Regions from separate parts of the Sus scrofa genome. Here regions 2, 3 and 4 are each linked to region 1. Evidence: chromatin contacts called from public targeted proximity ligation data. All regions are on one chromosome and are shown on one strand. The core of a region is the stretch at or near the end of the contact, and the rest is flanking DNA. Distances in the headings are between cores, read along the strand shown. Region 1 has its middle 49 kb from the start of ATP1B1. Region 2 overlaps NME7 (nucleoside diphosphate kinase 7). Region 3 has its middle 86 kb from the start of DPT. Region 4 has its middle 170 kb from the start of DPT.

Region 1 (2,700 bases), core at 151-2,650:
TGAAGTTCAAATTTGAATATTTCCCCCTAATAAGGGAGTTCACTATAAGCTTTTCTTGAATAATCATCTTTTTGCCAATGGCTAACTATTATAGGCATTGAACTTTTATGAATATTTTTGTTGATGGAGGAAAAATGCCCTTCACTTTTCTCTTGACCTTTCTGGCACTCCCCAAGATAAAAGTGGATCCTCCTGCTTAAGTCTAGTTTTTGTCTGAGGGGTGACCAACCATACTAGTGACTCTGGACTGACCAGCAAGCATCTTTCTGAAAAGTCTCTCTCAGCTGGGAGAGCTCTGTGACTCTGGGCCTGGCTGTTGACCTAATTCAGAGGGGCTCCTATTTTTCAATCTACTTTTTATGATAGCAGGCTCTCCCACTGCAACAGGGCTGTGTACCTGGGGCTGCTGCCCTGGATGTGTCTGAGGTGGTGTTGTTGTGATTCCCAGTGTAATAGTTCCTGGAGCAGATTGTTTCTAAGATGAAGTAATATGACTTCTTGTAAAGGGAGAGGCATTAGCTCACTTTTATTGAGGTGCTTAGCTCTGCTTCACAAGGAGGAAAACTCCAGGACTACGAGATTGTTTTTTCACGACCTCCTCCTCTATCTCTAGTTTTTGTTTATGCCAGCTCCTCCCTACATTCCTCCACCCCAGAGGGACTTCTGATCTGGCTTCCAGCTTCCTCACTGACATCTCTGCTTCCTTCTCTCAACCACACAGGAATGCAGAGCTAAGCCCTGTGTCAGGTCTCATAATGCTGTATTCCACTGCTTGGTCATCCTTTTATTAATAACCACCCACGCTGTTGCTGCAATTGTTCCTTATATATTGGATATTCTGGTAACCTTACTACCTAATTTAATTCTCTAACAGATTGGAGTGGGGGGGCAGCTTCTATTATTCTATTTTTAGATAGAAGTGGATGCTTGCCTAGAGACAGGAACACACTCAGCTATATAGTTTGTAAGTGGTGGAGTAGAATTTTAACCTTGGTTGACGCTTAATTTTTAAAGACTATGTGATACTTCCCCTCTTCTTTCATCTTAATCCCCAGTTCCTAACTGTGGATTGGTATTTCTACTTCTCCCTGAAAAAGAGCACACACAGCTGATACCATGGGCCACAGGAGAAGGACACCTGCCTGGGGACATATAATCCTTCTGGCAGGAACATTTGAAACCCAGCTCTCCTGAAAGTTTACTTAGCTCATCCCTCTGTTTCTAGCCAAGTCTTTCTGACAGGTAGGAACCTCGTCTCTTAGACAAGGTACAGCAAGGATGGCCACACTGTAGCTAGTGGGCCTCCCTCTGAAAACTCCTGGCCATTTCCTCAGGGGAGTTTTCTGGGTAGCTTATCTCTGCAGCCTCATGACTCATTTCTTCTTTTCGAGTCGGTTCCAGAGGAAATTTGCTTCTATGGTCAGAGGCCAGAGCATACTCCAGCCCTCTCTGGAGAGAAGCAGAGTCAGAGAAGAAAGAGATTTCATAATGTAGTAGTGTTGGTTGTTCATTGCTGAGGAATCCGAGGGTTGGTTTGCATTTATCCTGGGTGGAGCTCCCAGCAGCTGAGGAAGGCCTGCTGTAGGAAGAGGAAGGGCTCCAAGGGAAGGACTTCTGGGGACCAAGGAGGTAGAGAAGTCGGGGAGGCCCCCAGAGCCTTCACTCTCTTTTGGCCCTTCTGAGAGCACAAGATTGAGCCCTAAGCTTTCAGCACCTGTGGTCCTGCCAGATTTCAGAGAGTGTGATAGGAGTGACTGGCCAACCTAAAGTCAAGTGAATGAATAATGAGTGATCAGTGGAAGAGCAACTTGATATCAAATGTTCCACCTGATATAAATTTTGAGAGGAAAGCTTGCAGTCATGGCTTTAGGATCAAACAGTTTCTTGACCTATTTCTCTTTGTAAAACTATTTTTCTTCTCAAAAGGATTAGAAGATTTCAAGTTTTTCCAAAAAAACCTTTATAAACTCCCCAGAAGTGTTTCAGTGAAGTTGTAAATTGTACTTTTTGACCATAAAAAAAAAAACAAACAAAAAAACACAGTAGCCTTCAAAGGAAGGCATTGGTGAATTTTGTAACAAAGACTAAAACTGAGGCCAAGTGTCCCTGTTCCAGTCTTGACATTTATCTGGAATCGGGTTGTGTGTACCATTAAACTGCACGACTCAGCATGCATGACAAGATTTTTTTTCTTTGCGTTGGTAAGCCTACTTTAGCATTTTGCATACAAGAAGATTTTGGTGGGGCTTTGCTACTGCTTCATCCCACACAGATAATAATGGTAAAGTCATTATGAGTTAACACTTTTGGAAGTCTTTATCTCTTCAACCAGATTGTAGCTCTGAGTAAGCAGGATCCTTGTCTTATAATAGTTTGATTTCCCAAAGCTTAAAATTAGGATAATTTTACTCATTTCCTTCCTAGAGAGGTCAAGGGACCAAATTTCTCTGTTGCAGACACTGTTGGTTGCCTGCCAAAGGTTTGTTTCCTTCTTTCTACCTTACCGTCAAGCTCTGATTTTGGTTGTGTCCTTTGAAAGGTTATGTCCTTTTTAGGCACTGAGCTCTACCTAACCACAGAGGGTGAGACTTCATTGGTCTAGGCCAACTGTGGTGGCCTTGTCTTGTGTAAAAATTGTTTTAAGCCTGGGCAGATTGTGTTGATTCTGGCCATTGAGACATGGGGGTTGTCTGATGGAGG
Region 2 (2,700 bases), core at 122-2,621, 160 kb before region 1:
TTTTTTGAAAAATGAATGTTAGTGGAGGGAAAATATTAATTACATTTCCATTTTCTATTGCTTAAATACATATTTAGTGTACTTTTATTATGGCCTCTGTATCCAGTCATTCATCCAGAAACTGGATATGCTTTATCCTAGATTCCTTTCACAGTCAATTTTCTAGTGCCCATTTTATAGTCGAAAAATGAAATTAAGGCTCAGAGAGGCTTATTTTAAAACTTAAAAAAATCCATTAATTTTTTTTCCCCCAAAGAACATATCCCTATTAAAAATTAATGTCAGGATTTGAACTCTGTTTTGCCTGGTTCCATCTTAAATTTTTTTTTTATGATTCAAAATCTCAATAACATCATTTCTCCAAATTATAATTGAATATGGCGCAAGAAACTTTTTGAATGTCCACAAAGCACCTAAGAGAATAATTCTCTTGCTGGGTCAGTCTCTGGCCCTTTCAGGATAGTTTCTGTCTGTGACAATGGTACCAATAGATATTTTAAATATGAGAGTGGTGTCATTCTAAACATCTATCTCAAAATTAGCTTTATGACATTCCAATTATTTCCATAACCCATCATGAAACTATCATTTGTAAAATTTTTAACTTTTTTGAAGACACTTTCCTGTGTATTATTTTAGGCTTGGCACTTTTCCTGACTTTCTTCTCAGTGTTTTGAATTTTTTTTCTTAGGAAGGTTTTTGGCTTTCTTGCTCCTCAGGCCCTAGCATCTTCTGTTGCGGTGAAGTCTTGTGTCTTTTGCTCTATACCCACCCCCAGCTTCTTGTCCCTTGTCCTTTACTCCATATGTGCCACCTTAGTCCCCACAGGGATTGGGAAATTTTGATAACTATCTTTTTTTGTTTCATTATGAACCATGAACTTTTTCTTCTTTCTTTTATGTAATTTTGGCATTTAGCTGGTTTCCATTTCCCCCTTCCTCACATCGGCATCCTTGGCCTCACCCTTTTCCAGTACTTTTTTTCTGAATGTTTCCCACGAAGAGTTTTTCCTTTGAGTCTCTTGTTTCCCTGCCATTTCCTTTCCTTTTTTTTTTTCAAAAAATATTCTTGTATTGATTCCTTTATCTCCCTTTGGCTGCATTAACTGTTTTCTATGACATAATACTGTTTCCATTAAGCTCTCATAGCTTAACATTTTACCTCTTTTTTCTTTCCATTTTCTTTTCATTCATAGAGAAGATCACTTGTTTTGTTTTTCTTCAAAAATAACCATGTTCCAATAAGACATGTCCACATCACAGTCAGAAGGAAGGGCTAGAGTTTTCCCAAAGCAGTGCACACTGGAGATGGGGCATCGCCACTAGCTGGAGCTGCTAGCTTTCCAAAATCCCAAGAGGTCGCAGCACCATGTGCCAGGCCTTATCTTCCTAATGCACATGTGCTGCTTGTCAGTTTCAAATGTCAGCTGCTAGTGGTATTACTTAGAGACAGTAGGCTTTGTGTCAGGATGGAAAGAAAAAAAAAAATTAAACCTTGAGTCCCTGGGAAATTACCATTTTTGGACACCTAAGAGCCTGCCACCTTACCAGTCTCTTATTGGTAAAAGCCACTGACACCGGTGCCAAGTTTGAGCACAGGATCAGTTACACTTGGCATGAATTGTACTGAGCCATGGTGTTCTCAGGATGTCGTTAGAAAGGCATTTTATTTATATCTCAGGGAGACTGTCCTAGCACTTGCAAGGCCAAAGAGAAGGACTTCAGGGACCCTTAAAAAAAAGTGCAGAAAAGTGAATGGGTAGCACAAAATTAATTACCCATTCACTTTTGAATATTGATTTTTGATTGGTGACATTAGATAGCAAAACAATAATCATTGCTCCTCTGTACTAAGTGTAGGCATGATCTTTTTGAAAGCACTTAATTAAAATATAAATAACTCATAATATATATATATAATTCTATATATATATATATATATATATATATATATATAATTCTGTACTTTACTATGAAATCCTTTCAGTAATGCTTCAAGACAAGGTTTCCATATACTCTAAGTAAAACCCAAATTTGAGACATTTAATGTAAAAAGTAAAATATATATGATATGGATTTTTAAAAAAGCTTGTTCTCAGAGAAGATTGTACATTTCAGAATTAGCCAATGTTATCTCTCAAGATTCCTCGCTCCATTATCTTCTGAAGCTTTGCCGCCTAACTGATATGCTATTTTCAAGTTGCTATGAGTTGTTTTCTCTCTTTGTCCTGTCTAATACATTCAGTAGACATTTGGTCTCTACCAAAAGGTCCTTGATATTTGCAAGACTATTCGGTCCTGGCCAAAATATCCATAAGGCATTTGGGCCATGCCAAAATGTCCTTGGTATTTGTCCCTTTCAAAATGATTTGGCGTGAACCAGATGCACTCTTGAACATTTTGGATAGAACCAGATTTCAAGGACCTTTTCCTGTGGAACAGATGTCTTAAGAAGCAGATTCTTGTGGACGTTTGGACAAGACCATATGACTGCTAACCATTTCTCTCCTGACTCTACTCATTCCTCAGAGCACCAGTTATATCATAGTTACAAAACCGCTAGAGAGTAAATTTATCCGGAGGAGGGTTGAGTATACCATATTTACTTTTTCCTTCTTTTTCATGTACTGTTTTTCCTTTAAGACACCACAAATTGCCCCAACCTTGAGTAACTTTTGCCATCCTTTGAACTCCTCTCACT
Region 3 (2,700 bases), core at 103-2,602, 220 kb after region 1:
GCATTTTCACTCTTATCAAACCACATATGAATGATGCTGACCTTTTTAGTAATTTGATTCTGACAATGGCACAGCAATGACAGAGCTCAAAGGCTGACAACCTAATATGGGCAAGCCAGAGAAGTAATTACTGCTTTAAATCAAAGAACAGTTTGTGCCCTATAGTAGGAAAATTCTATATTAAACAGAAAGTCCTCTATCCTCCATACCATATGGCATTAACCATCTTCCTATGGGTTTACTTCCCTGAACTTGGAAAAAGAGTCTGCCCATTTGGGCCTCTGGATATAAAAGGTGTGCTGGTGACCATTTCATTTTGCCATTGAGTCTTAGGTTTGGAAGAGTCCTTACCAATTATCTCCTCTAGCTTCCTACCCCAAATAGTATTAACTTTGAAAAATGGACTGCTTAGATGCTTTCAGTAATGGGAACTCAGCCCCTGCAAGGACCCCATATATCTATCCTCTCAGGCAGGGCATTCAAAATAACTTTGGGCAAGCGGATCTAGGAATCATTGTCTTCTCTTTAGTTCTTTCCTCCTCATTCTCTTCATATTCTTCCTCTAATTTGCAATGATTTCTGAGTATCCATTGAGCTTCCAAGATATTGATTCACAACTAAATGAAGGACCATATGAAAATGTGTTTTCGCAGCATATCCAGCCATACTTTTGGATAAGAAGGGGAAGAGCATTAAAGAAATTTTTGCTTAAAAAGTAAACTCAGTTTGTAAAGGGCTAATTGAATTCTCTGTCTAGCCATTCCCTATTTCCCCATGGCACTGTACTTTTCCTGGAAAAATTTCATCAGGCTGGAAAATTTAGCTTTTGGTTTGTTACCAGATTCATTTCCTGTCTCTCATGTGTTTTATCAGAGTTAGCTTTTAAACAAGGAGAGAGACCTACTTTCTCACACTGAGAGCCAAGATTTTAAACCTTTTTAAAAAATTACTGACTTGCCTAATGATCAAGTTCACTTCTTGAACATTGCCCTGGGCTGTTCTAAACCATCCAATTTATTGTAATTATGGATGGTACATCCACAGGGCAAAGACTTAATGCAGGCTTATTGTCCATATTTACTGAGCTTCCTAATTTTTGGAGCATAGCTAATGGTTAATTCCTATAGAGCCACCACTAACCCATATATCTATCACTTTTGCTCATTGGCAAAATATCCCATCTTTGAGGAGATGCAACTCAAAGTTGTACAACTTGGCTAGCAGAAGAAGACTTTGTGAGAAGCAAAAAGTCATCCCTTCCTCTGTAAAGATGTTGCCCTATGCCAGGTCTGTGCTTTGCCTTGCGTAATAAGTACAGAGTATACTGTAACAAACAAGCTAAAAATTACCAGTGGTGTATTACCATAAAACTTTGCCTCCAGTTCACACTAAAGTTACACATCAGCCTCCCACAGACAAGTAGGGGAAGAAGAGAGAGGGTGGAGAAGGCCGACATGTTTCTTAACCTCCTTTGCCTAGAGATAACACACATCACTTCTGTTTATGTTCCATTAATGCGAACCAGTCATTTGGACCCCCTAGGTGAAAGGGGGAGAAGGAGTTGGAAAGTATGGTTCATAGCTGGGCAGCCACATTTAAGATTCAAGATTTCTATGCCTGATAATTTGATACAATGCATTTTGAACAAGTCAAGGAATCTGTGCAGCCTCCATGCATGTGAGGATCCCATGATGCTCCTATTGATCAACTGTGGAGACTTAGCTCCAATGGCTTTTCAGATACCAACTGCTTCAGGCAGAGAAGTCATGTGAATATGGACTAGGAAGTCAATTAGGACTTGATTTTAAAATCTAAGAAAGTGTTTAGCCACCCATTGCCTTGGTTTTCTATCTATAAAATACTTTAAAAGTGATTAAAAAAAATTTCCCGTTAAGAATAATGAATGAAATGACTTGTTTGTCTCTGTTCCTTTCTGAAATCCCAGTGAAATGGTTTATTTATTTTATACGTGTAAAAATGTTATAATTTGTAAACCTGTAAGGACAATGGCAGAAGATTAATAACATCTACATAATTTCATATGACAGTGGACTCACGATGATAAGTGATTTGAAGCAACAAAGCTAGTAAAACCTTCCAAATTAGGGTGGCAGTGAGGAAAGCCAACAGCAAGCAAACTGACTTATACAATAAAACTATATAGAGGCTCAGGATTAGAAATACCAGCCACTTTTGTCAAAAAGAGTTTAGGGTGGAATTGAAAATAGGATTGACTGCAAACATCCTGGGAGCCAAGGAGGTGTGTGATGCCACACAAAATGTGGTGCTTAGAGGACAGTTTGCAAACGAAAGGGTAAGACACCCCTGCCTGGTTCCCAGACTTCAAGAAGTTAGGATTATTTTCTCTCTTCTCTGGAAAAACTTCTGGGCAAAAGAAAAGGTGTATATATACTGCTATTACTGCTATACTGCTATTAGGAGGGAATTAGTTTCTTACTGCTCCTGAAACAAACTACCACAAACTTATCAGTGTAAAATAATAAAAAAATATTCTTACAAATCTAGAGGATAGAAATCCAAAATGAGTATCACTGAGCTAAACTCAAGGTGTTGACTTTTAGGGGGTTCAGGAGGGTATTATATTTCTTTGCTCTTCCTGTTTCTAGAGGCTTGCCACTTTCCTCACTTTGTGTCCCTCTTCTTCCATTTCCAAAGCCAGCAATGGCAGACCAAGTCCTT
Region 4 (2,700 bases), core at 9-2,508, 140 kb after region 1:
TCAGTGCTTTAGAAAGTTGCTATTCTTGAAATATACAAACAATAAAGTACTGTCAACTTATTGATTGCCAATGAGATTTTTATGACATCCTTGCAATTATACCTAAAATTCTGCATCATTCAGTCTGTATCAGGCAGGTCTGTCTATATGGAATCACTGATTGGTCATTCTTAGCTGAGCAGATTCTATCTTCCCTATACACTGTACTTTAGTAAATCATACTTTATTCATTATATTGACATAACTTTGAAAGTGGGTGATCACAAAAATGGTCCATTTGACCATCATTTGTTTGCTGACTACTGGTGTTTTCATTCACAGATAAACACTATTCTATAATATTACTATGTTCACTATGGAATTTTTTTATAGCCGGTTTTCTTTATTCACAATATGTCTATGTTCTCTGCCAATTATATGGCAAGCCCCTTGATGGCCAGAGCCCAGGTCTTAATATCTAGATAGCCCACATAGTGTCAAGTTCAAGTTTCACATTTGGCCAGGCTTGTGGTGGGGGTAGATTTAGCCTTGTGGTCTGAAAACATCACTAACAAGAGATTTTCCTGACCTTTCTAGTTCAAGGAGATGGAGAGGAAATGAACTAGTCAGGGGACAGAACTAGAGCCAGGAAATATAGAGGCCAAGGACTACATGGGGTAGTCTTAGATTTAGGAACCCTTGAGAGGAAGGGTAGAAAGGGAAGATTTTGAAAACCAAAATGAGCCCAATTGAGAGGAAACTGTAAAGGAAACCCTGGGGTCAGATGGAGCCAGAGAACACAGGAGAATCACTCTATCCTGGACTGGGGCTTAACAAAAGCACAGAAGCCAGGGACCAAAGTTCATCAAGCTGATTGTGGAAGAAGGAAGGGTTAGGACAGACTGAAAGGCTGGGATCTTAAATGAAGAGGTTCAAATCTGGAGCTTGAGTGGGGAGTGAAAAAAAAAGAATCAGCATAATTGAGAAAGCCAGAAGAAAGCAGATATCTGAGTGCCATTCCAGCTGTATTTATTCCTGATCATCGCATATATTCCTGATCAGCACATGTCCCTGAGCCTTGAGGCATAGGCAGAGCTTCTGACAAATGCACATAATCAAATATAGTTTCTGTTTCTGTATCTGAATTTTGCTTGCTCCCATTTGCTTTCCCACTCTCTTCTCCTCTAGCTCCTTCACTTTTTCTTGCTCACTCATTCTATGGACTGTAAAAAAAATATGGCTAATATGCAATTCAAGTCACTACTGTCATAGATAGTTGAAATTACGAAAATAACACCACTAGGCTCAGCAGCATGAATATAGGGTACATGGCGTCGTCTGGGATGGTAACAGAGACAAGGAGAAGTAGAAAATTGAGGAAAGCAATTTAGAAAGCTTTCAATGATTGAACTTCCTATGGTCCAGACATCAGTCTAACATCTCTCTGCATATTAATTCTAACCTCAAAATGGTGTTGGAAGGCAGATATTTTTATCTCCATTTCTAAAATAAGGAAACTGAGACTCCAAAAGAAGAACTAACTTGCCCAAAGTTGCATAGTTCAGTGGCTCAACCAGTATTCAAGTCTGAGTTCCTCTGTTTCATAACTTTCCTTCTACTTCTTCTAATGAAATTCTCTACTTTGGAAATTTTCAATAACTTTTTAAATTCCCTTTTACCTCATATCGGTGAAGACACAGTTACTAGTACAGTCTTACAAATTTGCTCTTGAGTGCTCTGTGGTATCCTCTGGACCTTTATTTCTTGACAATTTCTGCCCTTACTTTACTATTACAAATGGAACAGCATAAATGAATAAAACAGTTTTTTATTAAATATAATATGGCTTACAATGGGGACCTGCTGTGAAGCACAGGAAACTCTATCCAATAACCTATATGGGAAAATAATCTGAAAAAGAATGGATATGTGTATGTGTATAACAGAATCACTTTGTTGTATGGCAGAAATTATAACATTGTAAATCAGCTATACCTAAACATAATTTTAAAAAATGACTTGTGTAATGGGTCTTGAATACATGGTCTGCTGCTTCTGCACTGAACCTGGATATAATTCTCAAATTTTCCTGCAGTTGCAGAAGAAGAACTTGTGTTGTCACTGTTCTCTGCCTCTGGCTACTTGTTTTCAACAGGAACAGCATTTATAGAATCGTCACAAAGATAGGAAACTACATCCTATCTTCCCAAGTTGGCAGGGACAGCAAGTGTAAGCTGCTAGGAAATTGTAAAGTACTTTTGAGATGATTTATGTGTGTGATCCAAGAGGTTGTTTACTCATGGGGCCCAAATCTTTCCGGTCCCAGGAAACACAAATGATCCTTGACTAAAGTCAGTACGCCAAAAGACACTAAGAGTTTATTCAGAATCTCCTTTTGAAAGCCTCTCGTGGTCATACAGGAAAAGCCAAGCCCTGAAATTGTATGTAGAAGACAAGGCTGTGACAAAAACTCATCATGGATCCAGATTTTGTCTGGTCCACTTCTGAGCTGTGCTTCCTGGCATATATATTTCCTCAGGAAGGAAGTTTAGCCAGAAGTTGACTTGTGATTCTGTGGGTTCCTGCTGGGCTGGTAGGCTTGCTGTCCTTATTGTCCCATGATATTGATTTACTTTCTGATTATATCTGTTAAGGATGCATTCGTTCATTCATTGAACAATATAAGGTGAACACTTACTATGAGCTGGGCTCTATTTAGGA

Evidence for each region.
Region 2: a targeted proximity ligation map of skeletal muscle shows a contact between it and region 1. A contact is called at or near these places in 1 of 47 Hi-C or Micro-C datasets (skeletal muscle) and 1 of 2 datasets of targeted methods (skeletal muscle).
Region 3: a targeted proximity ligation map of skeletal muscle shows a contact between it and region 1. A contact is called at or near these places in 2 of 2 datasets of targeted methods (alveolar macrophages and skeletal muscle).
Region 4: a targeted proximity ligation map of alveolar macrophages shows a contact between it and region 1, with 2.7 times the contacts expected there. A contact is called at or near these places in 6 of 47 Hi-C or Micro-C datasets (liver, psoas muscle and skeletal muscle) and 2 of 2 datasets of targeted methods (alveolar macrophages and skeletal muscle).

Annotation. Positions count from the first base shown.
Region 1 is chr4:81,984,246-81,986,945 of Sscrofa11.1, forward strand. No RefSeq gene overlaps it. Among named protein-coding and RNA genes, the nearest start is that of ATP1B1, 49 kb to the left of the region's middle.
Region 2 is chr4:81,823,175-81,825,874 of Sscrofa11.1, forward strand. All of the region lies in intron 11 of NME7 (nucleoside diphosphate kinase 7), which reads left to right. Among named protein-coding and RNA genes, the nearest start is that of ATP1B1, 110 kb to the right of the region's middle.
Region 3 is chr4:82,199,814-82,202,513 of Sscrofa11.1, forward strand. It overlaps the pseudogene LOC106510108. Among named protein-coding and RNA genes, the nearest start is that of DPT, 86 kb to the right of the region's middle.
Region 4 is chr4:82,120,408-82,123,107 of Sscrofa11.1, forward strand. It overlaps the pseudogene LOC106510108. Among named protein-coding and RNA genes, the nearest start is that of DPT, 170 kb to the right of the region's middle.